Linked DNA regions of Mus musculus: region 1 is linked to region 2. The links are chromatin contacts, called in public HiChIP or PLAC-seq maps. All regions are on one chromosome and are shown on one strand. The core of a region is the stretch at or near the end of the contact, and the rest is flanking DNA. Distances in the headings are between cores, read along the strand shown.

Evidence for each region. HiChIP or PLAC-seq counts read pairs in DNA pulled down with a chosen protein or histone mark.
Region 1: a contact with region 2 is called in a PDX1 HiChIP or PLAC-seq map of a beta-TC-6 cell line, with 3 times the contacts expected there. The contact joins two enhancer-like sites. A contact is called at or near these places in 1 of 39 promoter capture datasets (hippocampal neurons), 1 of 15 datasets of contacts at CTCF or cohesin (the NIH/3T3 cell line), 4 of 484 Hi-C or Micro-C datasets (the AML12 cell line, cerebellar granule neurons, nephron progenitors and 1 more), 1 of 115 datasets of contacts at active chromatin or transcription factors (a beta-TC-6 cell line) and 1 of 9 other capture datasets (liver).

What each region holds. Positions count from the first base shown.
Region 1 is chr17:30,304,495-30,308,533 of GRCm38.p6, forward strand. All of the region lies in intron 7 of Btbd9 (BTB (POZ) domain containing 9), which reads right to left. Among named protein-coding and RNA genes, the nearest start is that of Btbd9, 270 kb to the right of the region's middle. Within about 2 kb of position 2,582, at least 13 of the 459 cell types and tissues checked have an H3K27ac peak or open chromatin away from gene starts, as enhancers often do.
Region 2 is chr17:30,108,355-30,112,492 of GRCm38.p6, forward strand. All of the region lies in intron 2 of Zfand3 (zinc finger, AN1-type domain 3), which reads left to right. Among named protein-coding and RNA genes, the nearest start is that of Zfand3, 110 kb to the left of the region's middle. Within about 2 kb of position 2,492, at least 16 of the 459 cell types and tissues checked have an H3K27ac peak or open chromatin away from gene starts, as enhancers often do.

The DNA.
Region 1 (4,039 bases), core at 1,332-3,831, 200 kb after region 2:
CTTTGTCTTTAACAGCGGAACAGCTGTAAACGAACAATAGCTAATTAGAGAACAAGGCCATCTTTCTTGAAAGCTATCAAAACACAGCACAAATGTGTTTCTCAAAGTATGCGCCAAATTACACTGACTCCTGGTTTTATCTATGAGAAGAGAAGTCACTACCAACCATGTGTTACATCACATGTGAGGAAAAAGTCATTGATCATAAGCAGTGTGTGATCAATTGCCAAAGCTTCTCCCAGGCTTCTCAGGGAGAAGGATCCCACCTTCCCAAACCCAAACCCAGCCCAGAAAAATCCAGGGAGTAGCACTGAGTGCTCAGTCCCTGCAGAGGAGCCCTGGCCCCTACCCAGCCCTCTGTTCTACTTTCTTCTTGGTTTTCCTCTCTTTCGGTGAGTGCCATCCCACATCTGATCTCCTGTGCCAGCTCCCATCCTCACACTGCCACTTCTCACCACATCTGTCCACACCTCCCCATACACACACATTGTGCTTTCTCAATCATGCTGGCCTCCATCCTGCCCAGCACAAGAGAGCCAAGAGCTCTCCAGCCTTCGAATGTGCCCCAGCTCCATGCCTCAAACTGTCACCTCTGAAGTCCTAGCTCTGAATACTGCAGCTCTGGAAGATAACTCAGAGACAGGTATCCTCAGGAGCTGCAGAGAGGGGGGCTAAGGACAATGGACCTCACGTATGCACGCTGACAGAGGCCATCAAATTCACTCTGTGTTCACACTGGCCTTTGAAAGCCTGGGCAAAGGTATTTCCAGCTGTAAGAAGAGACAGCCAGGCATCCAGCCCTGTGTCTGAACTCAGGCAATTTTTCAATGCAGTGACACAATCTGCCAGAGAGAGACAACCTCTGCTCCGAGAGGTTTTCCGTACTGCTAGCCTGGAAAAATACCCAGCACACAACAGTCACTGGAACTGCACAGGAGGGTGTCGTGCTGTGCATGTGCTGTAAGATTTGCAGGGATTATTTTTCCTTATGTCTTGGAAGATACTGAAACCAACGAATGTCCTTGTTCCACGTTACTGGATTAAGTAGCTTGTCAGATCACAATCTTGTGACCAGAGAGTAGAGATGTCCTATTGGGGAGTAGCTTTTTACCCTGCTCAGGGAACAAGAATGTGCAAAAGCCTCAGAAAAGCCCCACAGATGCAGAAGTTTAATGCTCTTGTTAGGAAGTTATTATTATGTCTAACTACCCTTTAATAACCTGGTAGCTTGTCTCTAAGCTGGAGACTGCATCTGGTTCTGAATTCAACAAGTTTAAGTTAGATTGGTTCTAGGATTACAAATAGCCCTCAAGTCTTAAAATGTGAGAATGTTTCTCTTTTTTCTTTCTTTGTGTGTGTGTGTGTGTGTGTGTGTGTGTGTGTGTGTGGTTTTACGAGACAGGGTTTCTCTATGTAGCCCTGGCTGTCCTGGAACTCACTCTGTAGACCAGGCTGGCCTCCAACTCAGAGATCAGCCTGCCTCTGCCTCACGAGTGTTGGGATTAAAGGTAAGCGCCACCATGCCTGGCTTGTGAGAATGTTTCTTAAAATGTGAGAATGCATCACTGACTATAATATTTAAGCTTTCACTAAAAGTTGAAGCAATAGTGAAGAATTCAAATGTCACATGGGCTCCAGACATTACAGAGAAGCCACTCTGTATCTGCTTCCTGCATAGCCTCTTGAGGCCTAGAGAGAAGGCTCACAGGAACAGTGGGTTCTCAGAGGCTGTGGCCCCCTGTTGCCCTGGATGGCCTAGCAGAGAGGGATCTTGGGAGAACACAACTGGCCCGAGGAGAGAGGAGTGGGTCAGGGTAGGACAGCTTCTGACCACAGGGCTCTTTCACCAAGCCCCAGGGCATGGCCAAGGGAACAGCTTGTCTCTCAAGCCTCTCAGTGTTCAACTCAGGCACTATCAGAGCCATGGAGCTGAGGTGATGGTACACTGGGTTGGGGGGGGGGGCGGGTGTGCACTACTGGGAACGTGGGGAACATGGCTGCCCAGCTCCCAGGCTAGCCTAACACTCTCTCAGCACAAGGGTTGGAGGTACCAGAAAATGCCATGCCGAACCCACAGTTCACATGGCATTCTGGAGCCAAGGTTAATCTACACGGAGGAAATAAATGATGCTATGGCTTTTGTAAATTTAGAGTGTGGTTTTAAAAAGGTTTGTCTGAAATAGAATAAAACTTATCTTCCACTGCTCTTTAGTAGCCTATAGTCAGTGCTTGGGAGTATACAAAATAAACACAGCATTTTAAAATGACATTCTAATCCTTTTACATCTGTTAGGAAGATCTTGGTTCTGCATTCTAGCCCTCCCCAGCTCAGGTCTCCATACTTCAGGGAGAAATGGCAATTCCCCACCCACTCCACCTGCCCTATCTTCTGCTACAACAGGCAAAGGCTAGAGAGCAGAGACCCCCCCAAACTAATTGTGACTGTGAGTCCAGCTTTCTAGGCAATCTTAAGGAAGCCATTTAACCATCCTCGACTTCAATTCTCTATTGTGTGACAAGGAGAGCTGCCCCCTCTTTCTCTCCACCTTCTGTGACACTAGCTGCTCAGTTCGGTGAGGTTTGAGTTTCAGTTTCAAATGAGCTCTTCATGTCGTCCTTCCCTAGTAACCAAGAGCCAGGTCTTCCCTAAGGAATGGTGGGTAGGCCTGGGATTTCAAATCCGAGTCATACAAGGAGATCTGTGTGCTCAGGAGACACCACCTTGCGATTGTAAAAGGATTGGGGAAAGGAAGGAAGAGCCAATAACAATTCTACTGACCTGCAAAAAACTATTAGCACCTGCTAGTGTAATATGCAGCCGGCAGTTTCAGAATAACCGAGAAAGCAGTTCCCTCTGGTCGATATTTGCTGGGGACAGCAATTTCTGACCTACTGAATCAGATCAAGATCATCTGAGTCATTAGAGCAGAGACGTCTTTGTGCTCACGGTCCAGGGCCGAGCAGTCTCTTTTCCTTAAACAAAAGCTTCTGCCCATAGCTGCCTTCCGGGCTGGTTCTGCTTCAAGGTTCCAAGGGCTATCACAACGCAAGGAGTAAATCAAAACTCATTTAAAAAACAAGTCACAGCTGTAAGTGGGCTTACACTTTATCAGCAGTAAGCGACTGTGAGCGAGCGACAAATGCCAGGTGGCTGTCCCACTATTCTTAGGAGAAACAGGAGAAGAGAGGATCAGAAAGAGAGAGGGGAGAAGAGGAAAGGTCCCTCAAGTATTTAGATGGTCTTCAAATGTTCATCATTTCCTTGGGGTGTGCTCGTTGCCAAGCTGACAGATGTTGCAGGAAACCTGCACTGTTCTGAAGAAAGGCTAACCTTTCAAAAGTGGAAGGAGGCGGGGGAAGCCCACCGCTCAGCGAAGAGATGACATTAAACTGGCCAGTAAAGCACCCTTGGCGTGCTGGATCGGAAAGGTGGTGTGATAACCCTGCCACAGAGGACTGGCCTGGGAGACAGCTCATCTTACTATGACTTGCCTTACTCAGAGTGCAAACTGGTCTTTAACCTAAATATTATAATGTCCAAGGCAGTCCAAAGGCTGCTTATTATGGTTTCAAACCGTCATGTCCCTAAGTGATAAGATGCACAGCATTCCTCTGGGGAGTCATGGATAGACCATATGCCTCTCCCCCAGACTCATGCCCACATGCCTTCCCATTCATTCTTCCTTGTCACACTTCACATATACACACATTTGTGCATATATGTATGTATGTGTACACCAAACACACACAGACATACGTGTGCATGTATGCGGTTTTTCAGAGCAGACTTCACAACTGGGTGCAAACTTGCATCGCTCTTCTGTAGTCTAGATCCTTGACATTTCATAAAGAAAGCCACCCAATGGAGGGCTGAGAAGGCTGAGCATTAACTTATGATACGAAGTAGGCTTTGCAAAGCCTAGTCCATTCGAACAAAGCAGCAGCAAGCAAGCACACGCCGGCGCTGCAGCTCTCCTCGCTGTGCGCCCAGTGTCCACACGGCAGAGCCAGCCGTCCTCTTCCTGAGGAGGATGCACCT
Region 2 (4,138 bases), core at 1,242-3,741:
TGAACTCGGGGCCTCTGGAAGAGCAATCAGTGCTCTTACCCTCTGAGCCATTTCTCCAGCCCCTGCTTTGTCCTGACTCTGCATAATGGACTACATGTTGTAAATGGAAACAATTCCTTTTTTCTCCAAGTTGATTTTGGTCAGTGTTTTATCACAGGAATAGAAATCCTAAGTGCGACTTCAATGAAGATTATGAATTAAGAAATAAAGCTGATGTAGGTGCAAGAAATGAAATGGTGTTTGGTGGAGGTGGGGGTAAATTGCGAGATGGCATTTTAGTGATCCTGAGCCTTGTCAGCTTGAGTCTCGACGAGTGAGGAGGGCAGGCGTTCCTGCTGCTGTTCCTCCTCTCAGTGTCTTGAGCTTCTCTTCTCCGACCCTGCTCATCCTTTACCTTGTGAATATGGGGCCACAGAGGCCAGAAGAGGGCATCTGAAGTTACAGGAGGCTGTGAGCCTCCTGATGTGGGTGCTGGGAACTGAGTCCGGTCCTCTAGAAGAGCAGTACAGGCTCTTAACTCCTGAGCATCATCTCCCTCACACTGGACTTGCATTGGAAAGTTCTCCCCAGAGGCGGAATTGTAGGTCTTTTAAAGCTAAGGTGTTTGACAGGTGCCCACAGCTGAGGGTGAATAAGATTCTGAGTTCTGCTGTGTGCAGCAGAGTCCTCATCAATCAATCCCCTTCACTGGGCTGACTGAGACAGCTGTCCCTAAGGTAACTCGGAACTTGAGACTAAGGGGCAGGCAGGGGTGAGTGCTAGGTGGGTGGGTAGAGGCATAGAGGGGATTTTTCTATACATAAGAAGAAGAACCAGATGAAGCAGGTCTTTACATGGGTGTTTGGCATTCAGCTAGAAACATCACCTTTCCGTCCCACAGTGACATCAGCTGGTATTTGAGGCTAGTTATTAGTGTGCCCAGTGAGCCAGCTCAGTGTTTTTAAAATGAAGTCTGAAAGCATGATTTGCTCAGTTTCACTTCACTACTGCTCACTACCACTCACATATAGTTAGTGGCAGTTTAGTTGAAGCTGTCTTTTCGTTGTGTGAGTAGTAGACTGTAAACAGTGCTCTGAGAACACACGTCTTCAGAATGTCCGTATTTGATGTCTGAGTGGTTGGTGGGAGACCTGATGTTTGTGTTCTGCTGGGGAGAGATCTGCACTCATTTAAACAGGGAAACCCAGTCCTTTTCTAGGCAGACATTTCTTTTTTTTTTCTTTTTTCTTTTCTAGGGGTTAATAATCTTCTTATGTTTTACCTTTCAGCCAAAGATATGGACCTGTTTGTTTTATATAAATATTATTAACTATATTTTTTCAAATTATAGAAAATAATTTCCATGCCAGCATTTATTTATTTATTTATTTATTTATTTATTTATTTATTTATTTATTTATTTATTTGAGACAGGGTTTCTCTGTGTAGCCCTCACTGTCCTAGAACTCACTCTGTAGACCAGGCTGGCCTCAAACACAGAAATCCGCCTGTCCCTTGCAAGCACCACCACTGCCTGGCACATTTTTGGATCTTTAGTTTTGAATTTTGTTCTTCTTTTTTTTTTTTTCCCAAATACTTAATCCTGTTTTCCCCTTAAAGTGTATTTTTTTTTTCTGGAAGATGTGTGTAGATTCTCTTCTTTGCAGACTTTGGGGGTCTATATTTGTTGGGGGAACTAAGACACTGTACTTTTACCATCCAGTAAGCTGTTTTGTTAATACTACATGAATCTTAGCAAGTTAAATGTGACTTTCAGGATGAGAGAGGTCAGATCTTTGAGCAGACTCCTGAATTTCATTCTCCTCTGGTTTTCATATTTCTACCTTCTGTACATTTAAGAGTGAAACACAAAGCTTCCTAAGCTGTGCTTTTTAGCTGTGGACTGGCCCATGTGGCTCAGGCCTTAGATAAAACCAGAAATAATCGTCAGGTCGTAGTTTTCTAGTGAACTGTTGCATGGGGTTGAAATGTGGCTGTATGTAGGCTTCTTGTTTTCCTGCTTGTAGAATGATGATAATTGTACTGCCTCCAGGACTGTGGTAGCTGCAAGGTGATGTGTGTGTTGGCTGCCTTCTTAGAGCTAGGGCATAATAATTTGTGATCCAGCACCGATCAGCTTGATGATAAAAGCACGTTGGCAGTTATCTCATAAAGTGTGGTGCTTATGTGACATTTTGGTCATGGCAAGGAAAGCCGCACAGCATCGTGAATGGCGTTTACAGTAGAGTAGAAGCACCCGCTTTCCAAAGTGATCATGCGGGGGTCCAGGGTTCTTAAAGGGAAACTTAGAATCTCTTCTCATTTCGCCTCTTTGCTCATTACACAGTCTCGTACTGTGCAGATTGCTGCAGGTCTTCTCACCAAATGAGTTTTGTATCTCTAAGTTAATTTTCTGCCAGAATCACTTGAGGCTGATGACCGGTGTTTGCGTAGCCATTAAGCACACTGCCAGGATATGTCCACTCCTTTCCACCGCTCCCATTAAACAGCTGTCACAGATTTGCAGATCTGCCCCCTTGCTCTGCATTAATTGTAGGGAATCATAGGGTACAGTGTAAGCTGACCTGTGGAGGAGTTGGTCAGGTTGTCGTCAGTGCTCGGAAGGGAAATGCAAATCTGTCATCTGGTGGATCAGATTTATTAGAGCTTCATAGTTACATAACTAGAAAAGATAGGGAAGGAATTGAATTGTTCGAATGCTGGGCCTTGGTGAACCTTTCCTTGCTTCATTCCAGAACTTGCAGCCAGTAATATTTAACAGTTCTGAGCAGCACATATTGGAGGAGTCTCGGGTTAGAAGCTCTCATTAAAGTTGTATATAGCACCCTGCTGAGCTTTACAATTGGTTTTGAAATGAAAATCTGTTAGATTAGAGCAAATATTATCCTAGCTGTGGTGATAAGTAATGTGGAAAAGATTAATGGTTTGTCTGTGAAGCCAGTGAGCATTGAGCCTGCTGCTTCAGTGCCCTGTTTGAAAAGGTTGGGGTGAGAGAGGAATCAGAAGAAAGGAGGATGGTGATTCCACAGCCCCTTCCCCTTGATAACACCAAGGCAGCTTTAAGTTTCAGTTATTCCCACAAGGATAAGGTAGACCCTGGTAGGACCTGGCTCTGTCAGTGGAATTGAAAAGCTGTGCTTCTGTCCTGTCCGCGGATATACTTCCCTTCTTCTCCTCAGGTAGGTGGTGGTCTGTGATCTCTCTCAGGAACAGACACCTGAGGATCATGGGTAAACATGAGCAGCAGCAGAGGGAACGTCTCACTTCCTCACCCATGACACACACCACATTGGAGGTGATGGGGATGCCGGCACCACCTAAGATTTCACTCCACAGAGCTGCCAAGGGCGGCCCTTGATTCCTCCGTCCAGTTACAAGCACTCTGTTCTCTGAGACCATCTGTTGAAGCAAGGAGAGTAGCGTCCACACTGTTGAGTGCAGTGTGCCCTGGCAGAGCAGGGTGGTTTTGGCATTTGGTGAGCCCTCAGCACCTGTACAGCATAGTGGACTTAGGACAGTGTCCCCACCTTCCTGACCTTGGCATTTGGAAGTTAAGTATCTCCTTAACAACACTAAATTAATTAATTAATTAATTAATTTATGTTAGATTTCTTAAAGTATGACATCCTGTAAGCTCTTATTCAAAGTTTTCTGTATCAGCAGCACCCTCCCCCCCCAGGATCTTGTTAGAGAAATGCAGGTCAGACCCGGTCACTGACCTGTGACATAAGTCAAGGAGAACCAGCATTTAGCCGAGACCATAGAATTACTGCAGGTCAGAGTTTGAGAAGCTCTGTGGTGAGCCACACTTGCTTTTTTGAAATAAGCATCAATGTATTTTTCTTTTTGTCCAAAGCAAACAAGAAGGCTGTTAAGAAAACAGAAGGAGAAGCTTCTGATTGTGAGTTTAGTGTCAGTGCAGCTCTGTGCTGCTCGGGACTGCGTCTCCTCCTTCATGGAGATGCTGCTTATAGATGCAGTTACTTCTCCCTACGCCTACAGCACACACAGGCCAGCTCTTTGCAGGCATTTAAGAAACAACAGCTACTATCTATTAAGTGTTTTATTGTGTTCCAGACACTATACTAAATTTATAAAGTAATTTACCTTACCTGATGGTGATGATAGTGATGGATGT